2 separate regions of the Sus scrofa genome follow, and region 2 is linked to region 1. A link is a contact called in public Hi-C data. All regions are on one chromosome and are shown on one strand. Each heading gives the region's core, a stretch centred on a gene start, on an enhancer-like site or on the middle of the called end of the contact. The rest is flanking DNA. Distances are from core to core; before and after follow the strand shown. Region 1 has its middle 45 kb from the start of TRNAE-UUC. Region 2 holds the start of SERINC5 (serine incorporator 5).

Region 1 (6,127 bases), core at 1,815-4,314:
AAAAAAAAAAAAGAAAGAAAGAAAAAAAAATTTTTTTTCTGCATCCACTACAAAGACTATTGGGTTATTCTGCTTTACTTTGTTTCTACAATCAATTATATTTTTAAGTGTCTTATAACATCAAGTCATTCCTGGCAGGGTAGGGGGGTGGGGGATGCAGCTTGCCAAGTTAGCCATTGGCTAGTACCTGAGAGCTTGGGTTTGGGGAAGGGCCACCTCCATTCCCCGAACAGGTGAGTGTGGCCCATACTGTACAGTGTGGCTGCGCTGAATACCTGCTTTCCCCCAGGCATCTGTAAGTTCGGGACACACTAGGCAGAGCGCACTCCCATGCCCAGCCCCCAGGGAAAACCTGGGTATTGAATCTAATGAGCCTCCCTGGTGGGTATTTCCCATCTGTTGTGGCAACTCCTTGCCCAGAGGCTGGGGTGGCGGGGGGGGCATTAAACACATCCTGTGTGACTTCTCTGGGAGTGGAATCCTAGAAGCTTGCACCTAGCGTCTTCGAGATTTTGCCCCACGCACCTTTTTCCTTTGCTGAATCTGCTCTTATCCTTTGCCAAATTAATCTTCACTATGCATTCAGCTGTCTGCGGAGGCCTATGTTCCTCCTAGCAAGTCCTTGAATGAGGGGTGGTCTTGGGCACCCCGAAACGTCAGGCACTTCTCCCCAGTAGCTGAGTGAGGCCATGGAGAGGGCAAAGTGCAAAGACTCAATGTAATTCTATTTTTGCATCATGTGTGAGGAAGGAATGAGAAAGAGGAACCCAGAGGTAAAAAACCACAAATTTCCTTTAGAGCCAGAGGCACATTGCTGTGGCTGTGGTGCAGGCCGGTACCTGCAGCTCCAATTCGACCCCTAGCCTAGCAACTTTCATGTGCTGAGGTAGGGCCCTAAAAAACAAAGGCAGAGGAAAAAAAAGAAAGTGCTGATGGGATGTACATGACAGAATTCCAGGGGTCTCCGGGAAGGCCATCCACCCCTCCTGTTTTGATGGAGAAGACCCAGCAGTGAAAGGCAGCTCGTCCTGGGACCTCAAATGCCCCAGCTTGGCTTCTCCATGCCTTCCTCGCACCCGCACCTTCCTTCATGCCTTCATCCCCCCTGGGGCTTTGAACCTGAGGCTCACGGGGTATCTCTGACCCATACAGTGTGTTCTGAGCAGAACCCAGGCTGGACTTCAGCTCCACCTGTGCCTCCTTGGCTGGCTGCCTTCATGAAGCACAAAAAAGCAGCAAGTTTATACAGCTTGATCTTGACCTTGGAAAAAGACAGGCTTAAACTGTGCAGGTCCACTTATACACATACCACAATAAATATGTGCCACAGTACAACATGCTCTGCGGTTGGCGGAATCCCCAGATGAAGAATCACACAAGCAGGGCCAGTTGTGAGGTTATACTGGATTTTCTACCATGCAGGAGGGTCAGCACCCCAACCTCTGTGTTGACCCTGGGTCAACGGCTGAGAAAGCACTCAGTGGGATCCACCTTGCTTCCCAAAACACGCTTGGCCTTGGTTCCATCAGGGGAACGTACCTTCCTACTGCAAACACCGTGGCAGGTGCATTCGGGGTCCATCTCCATTGGCCCTCATGATACACCGACGTCAAACTGCCAGCACCCACGGCTCTTCATTTCAGAGCCTTCTCTAGTCTGAGACCACTTTCTCTACCCATGCCGTGGGCTTGGAGGGCAGGGAAACTAAGACCACCACCACCGCCACCTGCCCCCCCCCCGCCCAGAACAGGCTCCAAGCAGCCCCCCACCTTGCAGGGGATGCCCCTGAGGGATGTGTTCTCTGTCCCCCCACCCCAAACCCCTGGCAGGATAAGGTGCCATGGCCTCGGTGGTAATTGCCTTCCTCTCCCTGCCTCACCCTCTGCTCCCCTACCTGGGCTTCCATCCACATAAACATGTACTCCAATCTGCAACTCCACGTCTGCTTCTGGATAAACCAACCAGAAGCAAAGCTCCCTCTGTCCTGGATCACTCAGATGTCACTTGATCCAGAGCTAAGGAATCTGCAGCTTGCTTAAGTGGATACCCTGTGCTCATAGACAGCAATGTCCAGGTCCCTCTGGACCAGGCATCCCCGAGCCATCCTCATGCCTCCACCTCTTAGCCAGGCTTCACCTGCCCTCCAAGAATAGTGCAGAGGTCTAGTGAATAAAATAAAAACTAGAACAATGAGGAGTTCCCGCCATGGCCCAGTGGGTTAAGCATCCAACTGCAGTGGCCGGGGTCACTGTGGAGGTGCAGGTTGAATTTCCTGCCCAGTGAAGAGGGTTAAAGGATCTGGCATTGCCGCACCTGCAGCACAGGTTGCAGCTGTGCCTCAGGTTTGATCCCTGGCTGGGGAACTTCCATATATTGCAGGTGCAGCTAAAAAAATGAATTTAAAATTAAAAGAGGAGTTCCTGTCGTGGCGCAGTGGTTAACGAATCCCACTAGGAACCATGAGGTTGCGGGTTTGATCCCTGGCCTTGCTCAGTGGGTTAAGGATCCAGCGTTGTCATGAGCTGTAGTGTAGGTCGCAGACACAGCTCGGATCCTGCGTTGCTGTGGCTCTAGTGTAGGCCGGTGGCTACGGCTCCGATTAGACCCCTAGCCTGGGAACCTCCATATGCTGTGGGAGTTGCCCTAGAAAAGGCAAAAAGACAAAAATAAAATAAATAAATAAATAAATAAACAAAATAATAATAAAAGTAAATTAAAAGAAAACTAGAACCATTCGGGAATTGTGGTCCTGGGTCCTATTCATGTTTTAACTTCACCCCCGCCCCACATCCACCATTGCATCCCAGTCACAGACACTGGTGAATGCGCATCAAGTGCTGTTCATCAGAGAAGCAACTGGAAGCAGTCAGCTTCTGCTCCCCAACACCCCACCCACAACCCCCTACTCTACCGGGTTCCCAGGCACCAAGGATGATTCCCACTTCAGGGTGCAGCAACTCGGTTGTTCCAAATGACTCTTTGGCGTCTTCAGAAGCGTGTGCCAGGAGCAGTTCTTGAAACAGCCTGCTCGTTCATAAGTGTATTTCCATTTTAGCAAGCGCAGCTGTCGCTCCAGCTGGAGGCCTGCTGGTCTCACCCCTGCCACCCTCCCAGAGGGAAAATTTAATTCACAGAAACTTAGAGTGCCTCCCCATTCAGGGATCGTTTCAAGAGCCTCCCTGACAGTTGTCATCCATTCCATAAAGACCTCGTGTGACAGGGAACTCACTACCTACAAACTTTCGACCTGAGAAGCTGCACAAGGTAGCCTATTGTATTGTGGGAAGGCTCTAATTATAATAGCTCTAAATAATAGACATTTATTAAACATTTACCAGACGCCAGACACTACTAAAAATGCATTACTTACGGAGCTCCTGTTGTGGCTCAGTGGTTAATGAGTCTGACTAGGAACCTTGAGGTTGCGGGTTTGATCCCTGGCCTCGCTCAGTGGGTTAAGGATCTGGTGTTGCTGTGAGCTGTGGTGTAGGTTGCAGACATGGCTTGGATCCTGCATTGCTGTGGCTCTGGCGTAGGCCAGTGTCTACAGCTCCAATTAGACCCCTAGCTGGGAGCCTCCATATACCATGGGATCAGCCCTAGAAAAGGCAAAAAAAATTTTTTTTAATAAAACTGCGTTCCCTGTGTGAACTCATTTAATCACAACAACAATCCTATAAAATAGCTGCTATTGTTATCATTTGCACTTCACAGCACAGAGAAGTTAAGAGCTTGCCCAAGATCATAGAGCTGGCAATTGGCAGAATGAGATTTCAAATCAAGCAAGTCCCACCCCAGAGTGAGCCTTAAGGTCCAGATTCTTGTGAGACTATGATGCAAGCCAAGGACCCTCCCTGCTTTGCTGCTGTGCATACGGACACATTTTGCATGTAATTTCAGGGTGTCAACCTGGCCCAGTTCATGACACAGAGATTAGGAACCCCTGCCAACACACAAGCATAGAATATTTTGCCTTTGCTTCCATTTGAAGATCATTTGAGGAGTTTTTCTATATCCACTGGGCTTTCTCATGTTTCCCGAGGCGAAATTTGCCCAGCTCCATAGGAAAGAATTTCAACCTCCCTGGTAACCGAAGACAGACAAATTTAAACAATAATGAAATATAAACAATAATGACTTCTATTATGTTCATTTAAAAGAAGCAACAATAAACACAGACTTGAAAACTGTGTGCTTGTGGGTTGTACTCATTTGCTGCTGCTGACATTAGACTGTATCCACTACCTTTGGAAAGAAATTTGGCAACACACAGAGGAAGGAGTGATGAAAAGGCTCACAAGTTTTGACTTGACAATTCCACTCCCAGAATCTATTCCAGACAATGATTTAGGTGGAAACAAAAGCCATATGTGGAAAGATGTTTACAGCAAAATTTACCTCCAAAAGAAAAAAAAAAAAGGAAAAATGTTATGCCCAACAAAACAATGGGGAAATTGTAAGTCTCATTAACATAATGGCACATATCAAACAATGGAAAGTGTTATAATAAGACTCAGAGAAAAAAAGTGTAACAGAGAAAGAACATCATGATTGTTGCTCATTAGGGAAGGATACGGCAGGAATGCCCAGGAAGCTTTCAGTTTGCTCTTCAATGCCTCACTCTAAAAGGTGAGAGACCAAACAATAAAAATAAAAGCAGGTCAAAGGAGTCCGAGAGAGACTATAAAGGAATCAAAGGCACACTGGAAACTCTAAATAATACCCTCCTTGAAATCAGAGAAGACCTGTGCCACAGTCCAAATATTATGCCCTCCCTAAATGCTTAAGATGAAATCCTAACCCCCAAAGGTCATAGTATTAGCAGGCAGGGCCTCTGGAAGGCGTTGATGTCATGAGAGTGGAGCCTTCATTGACAGGACTAGTGCCTTATAAAAAAGACTCTGGAGATGGAGTTCCCGTCGTGGCTCAGTGGTTAACGAATCCGACTAGGAACCATGAGGATGCGGGTTCGATCCCTGGCCTTGCTCAGTGGATTAAGGACCCGGCGTTGCCGTGAGCTGTGGTGTAGGTTGCAGATGCGGCTCGGATCCCACGCTGCTGTGGCCCTGGAGCAGGCCGGCGGCTACAGCTCCAATTCAACCCCTAGCCTGAGAACCTCTGTATGCCGCGGGAGCAGCCCAAGAAATGGCAAAAAGACCAAAAAAAAAAAAAGACTCCGGAGAGATCCCAGCCTCTTCCACCATGTGTGTTCCCAGTGCGAAGGTGCTGGCTGTGAGCCAGGAAGGGCACTCTCACCTGAAGGCAAACAGGCTGGCACCTTGATCTTGGACTTGCCAGCTTCCTCAAGTATGAGCAAGACATTGCTGTTGTTTAAAAGCTACCCAGTCAGCAGTACTTTTTTTTCTAGCAGCCTGATTGAACTAAGACAATATGCATCCACAAAACAAGAACAGAATGCTATCTTTAGGGAAGGAAAGGAATAATCAGAAAACAGAAAAGAGGAGTTCCTGTTGTGGTAGGTTAGGAAGCCAACATAGTGTCTGTGAAGATGCAGGTTTGATCCCTGGCCTCACTCAGTGGGTTAAGGATCTGGTGTTGCTACAAGCTATGGCCTAAGTCACAGAGCAGGCTTGGATCCCGCTTTGCTGCAGCTGTGGTACAGGCCAGCAGCTGCAGCTCTGATTCAGCCCCTAGTCTGGGAACTTCCATATGTCACAGGTTCAGCCATACAAAGAACAAAAAAAAAAAAAAAAAAAAAAAAAAAACCACGCAACAACAAGCGAAAAGAACTCTTGGGAGTTAGAATTATGATAGCTAAAATATTAAAATCAATAGAACCCCTGGAAAATAAAATATAGGAGCTATCTAATAAAGGGAACAAAATAAACAGAAAATGGGAGAGAAAAGGTGACTCATCTGGAAGGCTTAGTATCTATCTAATAAGAGTCCAGAAAAGGAGATCAGAGACAATTTCCAGGATAGAGAGTTTAACTGGCCAAGCCAAAGGCATGTATTCAACCCATAGCTGTGCAAGGAGGGGAGGCTCTGGTCCCTCTGACTTCTTTAGGGCAAGAGAACTGCCTCCACCACAACTGTACCCAGGAGTACGGTCTCCAAGAGAGAAAGTAATAGGTGCTATAAAGAAGTGAGGTTTAGGGGAGTTCCC
Region 2 (6,897 bases), core at 369-2,868, 190 kb after region 1:
TAATGAATCCGACTAGGAACCATGAGGTTTCAGGTTCGATCCCTGGCCTTGCTCAATGGGTTAAGGATCTGGTGTTGCCGTGAGCTGTGGTGTAGGTCACAGATGTGGCTCGGATCCCGCATTGCTGTGGCTGTGGTGTAGGCCGATGGCTACAGCTCTGATTAGACCCCTAGCCTGGGAACCTCCATATGCCGTGGGAAGCCGCCCTAGAAAAAAACAAAACAAAAAAAAAAAGGTATATCACTCTCTCCACACAGGTTTTTGTTAAATATATTCTTGAGTATGTTCTTTTTTTTTTTTTTTTTTTTTTGTCTTTTTGCTATTTCTTGGGTCGCACCCGCGGCACATGGAGGTTCCCAGGCTAGGGGTCCAATCGGAGCCGTAGCCACCAGCCTACGCCAGAGCCACAGCAAGGCGGGATCCGAGCCGCATCTGCAACCTACACCACAGCTCACGGCAACGCCCAGATCGTTAACCCACTGAGCAAGGGCAGGGACCGAACCCGCAACCTCATGGTTCCTAGTCGGATTCGTTAACCACTGCGCCACGACGGGAACTCCGAGTATGTTCTTTATTGTTATTGCAAATGATGTATTTTTTATTTTTAATTGTAAAGTTAAAAATAGCTATAATGAGTATGTAAACATATATGTACAGTTTAAAGTGTAATTAAAAAGCTGTCACTCACATAACCTCCATCCAGATGAAATAAAACTTTGTCCTATAAAAGTTCCCTGTGCCCACCTCCAATTACATCGTCCTTTCTCCACCCAGGAAATATTGACATTCCTTCCCTCATTTCATAGTTTTACCACCATTGCATGCAACTTTAACGAATTTAGTTTTGCCTGTTTTTAACCATATACAAACAGCATCATCCTATATGTATTATTTTAGACTTCTCTTAGTCATTTCTGTTTTGGGAGATACATCCATCTTAATACATCTAGCTGTTTTTATTTAGTTTCACTAATACACATTTCATTGTATGAATATAAACCATATACATTTTTTAACCTATTCTCCTCTTATTGGGTATTGTTTTACTTCAAGTTTTTGGTTAGTAAAAACAATGCTACTACAAAAATTTATGCTCATAAATAAGATATAAGGTATATTTTCTGTGACACAAGTACAGATATTTTTCTCGGTCAGTGATAGTTAAAATGTGGCACCTAGCCATCCCTGAGACTCCTTTATGACTGCTAGAAGGGTCTCCCTTTTCCAAGTATGTACCTTTCTTTTTTTGCTTTTTAGGGCCGAACCTGTGGCATATGGACGTTCCCAGGCTAGAGGCTGAATCAAAGCTGCAGCTGCCAGCCTACACCGCAGTCCACCACTGAGCTTGGCCCGGGATTGAACCTGCATCCTCATGGATACTAGCTGGGTTTGTAACCTGCTGAGTCACAACGGGAATTCCCCAAATGAGTATCTGAGTTCAAATTTTCTTCATATCCTTCAGCCAAAACAGTATGTCACAACATATTGAAAGCAGAAGCAGATGTGAATACTTACCTGGCAGGAGCAATACCATGATCACAAAGGTGGTTTTCCCAGGGCGAGGCTTATTCAGTGCTCTCTGGATGTTCTGACCCTTGTGATTTCCCAAATGTAGGAAACTCAACTGCATAATTTGTGGTAATGGGGGAAAAAAAAAGAAGAAGCACATATGAGAATCTAGCTGTCCTTTCTATTAAGCAAACATTAAAAAGGTCTTCTAAAATGTAAAACAGTAGTTGTTTTATACAATATAGTTACTTTATTAAAAATTTTGTTTCCAATGGGTTTATTATTTTTAAAAATTAATCATATAAATACTGAAAAGTCTTCTGTTTTAACTAGTCAAACAGCAAATAGCTATAACCCAAATAAACATACTATTTGGTGTCCTCCACAATTTTTAAGAGTGTGAAACAGTCCTGAGTTTGGGAACTGTTCTTGTAAGCCATAGTTTTCAATCTGGAGCCGCTATTTAAGGTGTACCCAAGGTATAGATAGTTTAGAGTCTATTTCCAGATCCCTACTTTCTATCTGTCCTGTGTCCTAGCTTCATGGAATTCTTTCCTACCTCCCCCTTAACAAGTGACAGTCTTGCCAGAGTTGTCTTGCCTGACACCTTCTGGTCAAAACAAAAAGTGCCAGCCTCAAAATCTAAAGAACAGATTTCAGCAACTGAGGAGAAAACCCCTGAGCCCAGAGAGGAGCACTTTTTTAGGAAATGATGTTTTACCAATGCCCTGACGCCCCGGAGATCTGCTGTGGGATAAAAAAGGACATTGACTCTAAAGTTGAAGAGTGATTCATGTGAGCCACCCTGACACAGTCATTTATACTATAAGGTTAAAAAAAAAATCTGTATCAAATAACTTTTAAAGTATAATATTTCATTTTTCTTTTTTTGTAGGGCTACACCCGTAGCATATGGAGGTTCCCAGGCTAGGAGTCTAATCGGAGCTGTAGCCACCAGCCTATACCAGAGCCACAGCAACGCAGGATCTGAGTCTCGTCTGCGACCTATACCACAGCTCACGGCAATGCCAGATCCTTAACCCACTGAATGAGGCCAGGGATCAAATCGGCACCCTCATGTTTCCTAGTTGGATTCATTAATCACCGAGCCATGACAGGAACTCCTAACATTCCAATTTTGTGTCATTAATAATTGTTAACTTATAAGACTTGGAGGCTTATAGTCACAAGAAATTAAAATGAAAATTTCAACTTATATAAACATTTTTATTGCAAAGACATAAGAATTGAAAAAAAAAAAATTTCAAGCAGGAGTACCCGTTGTGGCTCAGCAGAAACGCATCTGACTAGTATCCATGAGGTTGCAGGTTTGATCCCCAGCCTGGTTCAGTGGGTTAAGGATCCAGCATTGCCATGAGCTGTGGTGTAGGTCAAAGATTCTGCTCAGATCTGGCTTTGCTGTAGCTGTGGCTGTGGCTAATAGCTGTAGCTCCAATTTGACCCCTAGCCTGGGAACCTCCATATGCCACAGGTGAGGCTCTAAAAAGACAAAAACAAACAAACAAACAAAAAAAAACCTTTAAAGCATACATATATTAAGATAAAACTTGGAGGCAGGGTGGCTTGGAAATATCAATTCAAGGATAAGCAGTGATATAAACCAGAAATTAATACAACAGGTAGGAGTTCCTGTTTTGGTGCAGTGGGTTAAGGTCCCAATGTTGTCTCTGTGAGGATATGGGTTTGACCCCTGTCCTTGCTCAGTGACTTAAGGATCCAGCATTGCTGCAAGCCGTGGATGTGGCTCAGATCCAGCATTGCTGTGGCTGTATCTTTGGCCACACCTGCAGCTCTAATTGGACCCCAGACCTGGGAATTTCTACATGCTGCAGGTGCAGCAGTAGAAAAGAAAAAACAAAAACAAAAACATAAACCCCCACAACGTTGTAAATCAACTATATTGCAATAAAAGGAGTGATATTGAGTCACGGAGAAGGCACGGGTTTAATTGCTGGCCCAGCACAGTGCGTTAAGGATCCCTTGTTGCTGCAAGTGTGGCATAGGTCAAGGCTGAGGCTCAGATTCAACCCCTGTCCCGGGAACTTCCATATGCTATGGGTGTGGCCCCTCAAAAAAAAAGTGATATAAAATTTCCCATTGTTAAAGAGAAGCTTGTTTATGTATCTTTTAAACGAATGGTGGTATCATTAACATATCGAAATCACTATAATACTTAGATTCTGTTACAGAAAAGAAACAAATTCATGGACATTGAGAGCAGACTTGTGGTTGCCAATGGGGAGGGGGAGGGAGCAGGATGAACAGGGAGTTTGGGATTAGTATATGCAAACTATAGCATCTGGAGTGGATAAGCAATGAGATACTGCTATATAGCACAGGGAACTATAGCTAATCACTTATGAACATGATAGAGGATAATGTGAGAAAAAGAATATATATATATATATATATGTATAACTGGCTCACTTTGCTGTACAGCAAAGATTGACAGAATATTGTAAATCAACTATAATAAAATTTTTTAAATACTTAGATTCTATTAGTTAAATTTAAAAGAATGATAAAAAATCTATGCCAAAACTTTAACATGCAATAATAATATCTTATGTACTTAAATGAAATTTGATGAGAAATTTTAGTTATCAAAATAGAACACTGTGAGGGAGTACATGCTTTTTTTTCTCCTTTTTTAGGGCTGCACCTGTGGCATATGGTGGTTCCCAGGTTAGGGGTCCAATCAGAGCAACAGCTGCAGGCCTACGCCACAGTCACAGCAACTCTGATCCAAGCCGCATCTTCAACCTACTCCACAGCTCACAGCAACACCAGATCCTTAATCCACAGAGCGAGGCCAGGAATCAAACCTGAAACATCATGGTTCCTAGTAGGATTCCTTTCCGCTGTGCCACAATAGGAACTCTAAAGGGGTACATACTTCAAAAAAACCTTTTATCTGGAGTATGCTAGCAAAAATATTTGAGGACTGCTTCTACAGAACACAGACAAACCAGTAGTGGTTTACAGATTTCAACCTAGTGATAGGAAAATAAGACATACACCCGGAGCAGTGGAATGCAGTTGGGCTGGAAGGTGAGGTTACCTGTATTTTATCTTTTACTTTTTGCTAGGACTGGAATAGAGTCCTTATGTTGGTAGTTCATCCCAGATAAAGGAACTCCTTGACCAGCTCCTATCTCTCTCTGACCAGCACTGTGGCCTTGAACCCAGGGCTCTACAAGCTTGAACAGGGGAGGCCTGGCTTGCTCAAGGCCAAGGCATTGATTTGCAGTTATTATGAAACTCCTTTGAAGGACGTAAAGGCAGGTTAGGACAGATAAGAGGAACTGAGAAAGGTAGAAGACTGGATTTGGGTTGTACTCAGTATTTGAAATAAGAGCTCTGACAAGCACTTCCAGGAAAAGACATCATTCAAGAAATATTTAAATTGTACTGGATCTCCCTCATAAACACATACACAAACACACATTATTTTCTCCTTTCTAAGTAACTCAACCCCAAACCCCAGTTCTAGCCCACAAAATGCTCCAGATTACTTTGGAATGAAGACGAAAATAATTCACTTCATCTCCCTTCCCATTCCATCAGTAACTATAGCAGCTATTCTTTTTCAAGGCAGCTATTATAGTGGATCCCAGGGTTGAGATCTTCCTAAAAGCAGAAGAATCCTTCCTGCTTATATGAAAATTGTGTTTCTTTGTCTCATTCACCAGGACAGCAGAGACTGCTAGTGGTCTAACACAATACCTTTCTCCCTTTTTGAGAACTCTCAAACCAGACAAGGTCAGCACAAGAAAAGAAAGTTAAAAATCAATCTCATTTATGAACATACGTGGAAACATCCTGAATGAAACACAGCCATCATTTCCACTTACATTCCATTGGTCAGAACCTACAGTTATAAGACCATATCTAGTTGCAAAGAAGACTAGAAAATACAGTCTTTACTCCAAGCAGCCTTGTGCCTAAATAAAAATTGGTTATAAATTCTCAAGGAGGAGCTCCTGTCATGGCTCAGTGGTTAACAAATCCAACTAGGAACCATAAGGTTGTGGGTTCGATCTCTGGCCTTGCTCTGTGGGTTAAGGATCCAGCATTGTCGTGAACTGTGGTGTAGGGTGCAGATGTGGCTCAGATCCCGAGTTGCTGTGGCTGTGGTGTAGGCTGGCAGCTACAGTTCCGATTCGACCCCTAGCCTGGGAACCTCCATATGCCGCGGGTGCGACCCTAAAAAAGACAAAAGACAAAAAACAAAAACAAAACAAAAAACCCAGAAAACAAAAACAAAACAAAAAAAAATTGACTAGAAAAAAAAAAATTCTCAAGGAAGTCATTTCCCCCTTTCTCCACTCATCAACACATTCAAAATAAACAAGTTTCCTTACTGGCCTCTTGTGTGATTTGCACGTATTCCCCTTTACCCTTGTACAAAGGGTTTAGCATTTTGCAGACCTAGCTTTATAGAAACTATAACTTTGTTGGCCTTCCTGCTTTTCTTTTTTCTTTCTTTCTTTCTTTTCTTTTTTTTTTTTTTTTTGTCTTTTGTTTTTTGTCTTTCTAGGGCCGTGCTCATGGCATATGGAGGTTCCCAGGCTAGGGGTCCAGAGCTGAGGCCGCCAGCCGATGTATGCCACATTGATTTTTTTTTGCCACCTCAGCAATACAGTTACATAACTTTACAAACATTTATCCCAGGAGGCATAATTGTTTTACTGCTAAGTGTGTCCAGGATATCCAGACACCACTCTGCCCAAGTGGAAGTTCACTCTGGTATTTTTAGAGTTTGTTTAACAAAACTTCAAAGGACAGTTAATTTTCATCTTATACAAACTATTTCGGAGAACAGAAAAGAAGGAAAGTTACACAACTCATTTTACAAGACTTGTTTAAACATGACACCAAAAACAGACAAGGTCAGCACAAAAAGAGAAATTGAAAAGTCACCCTTACTTATAAACATAGGAGGTATTTCCACTAGAATGTTCAGTTAAATAAGCTAATAAGTTCTTTTTTTGTGTTTAAAGCATTGTATATAGACATAAATGGAAAAGTCCTAAATAAAATATAAGCAAACCCAGTCCAAAAGTGAAATGGGGGGAGGGGGCCGGGCACAACCCTTAAAGAATGACACAGCCATTGAGGACATGACAAAAACTGGTTAGAACCAAATAGGTCCAAGTTGGTGGAAGAACTGACTTCCACTGGACCTTAAGCCTCATTATACGAATTTTGTAATACATCAGCATGCTAAATGACAAGCCCACAGGTGCCATGACAGTTTTGAGGCCAACCATAAAAGGCCAAAAAGCGGGAGGTGGCCCAATTCCTGGAAACCCCCACCTCTTCCCTGAAATAGTTGGAATACTCCTCCCACTCATTAGCCTATGA

What was found. A called contact is a pair of places that touch in the nucleus more often than the background predicts.
Region 2: a contact with region 1 is called in a Hi-C map of fetal skeletal muscle, with 3 times the contacts expected there. The contact joins the promoter of SERINC5 here to the enhancer-like site in region 1. A contact is called at or near these places in 1 of 5 promoter capture datasets (fetal liver), 24 of 47 Hi-C or Micro-C datasets (adipocytes, blood, embryonic fibroblasts and 14 more) and 2 of 2 datasets of contacts at active chromatin or transcription factors (alveolar macrophages and skeletal muscle).

What each region holds. Positions count from the first base shown.
Region 1 is chr2:88,801,142-88,807,268 of Sscrofa11.1, forward strand. No RefSeq gene overlaps it. Among named protein-coding and RNA genes, the nearest start is that of TRNAE-UUC, 45 kb to the left of the region's middle. Within about 2 kb of position 3,065, at least 2 of the 83 cell types and tissues checked have an H3K27ac peak or open chromatin away from gene starts, as enhancers often do. A contact at or near this core is called in fetal skeletal muscle, where this site is marked.
Region 2 is chr2:88,990,459-88,997,355 of Sscrofa11.1, forward strand. It overlaps SERINC5 (serine incorporator 5), which reads right to left and starts at 1,619. Exons shown (of 12, transcript XM_021084491.1): 1 at 1,516-1,619.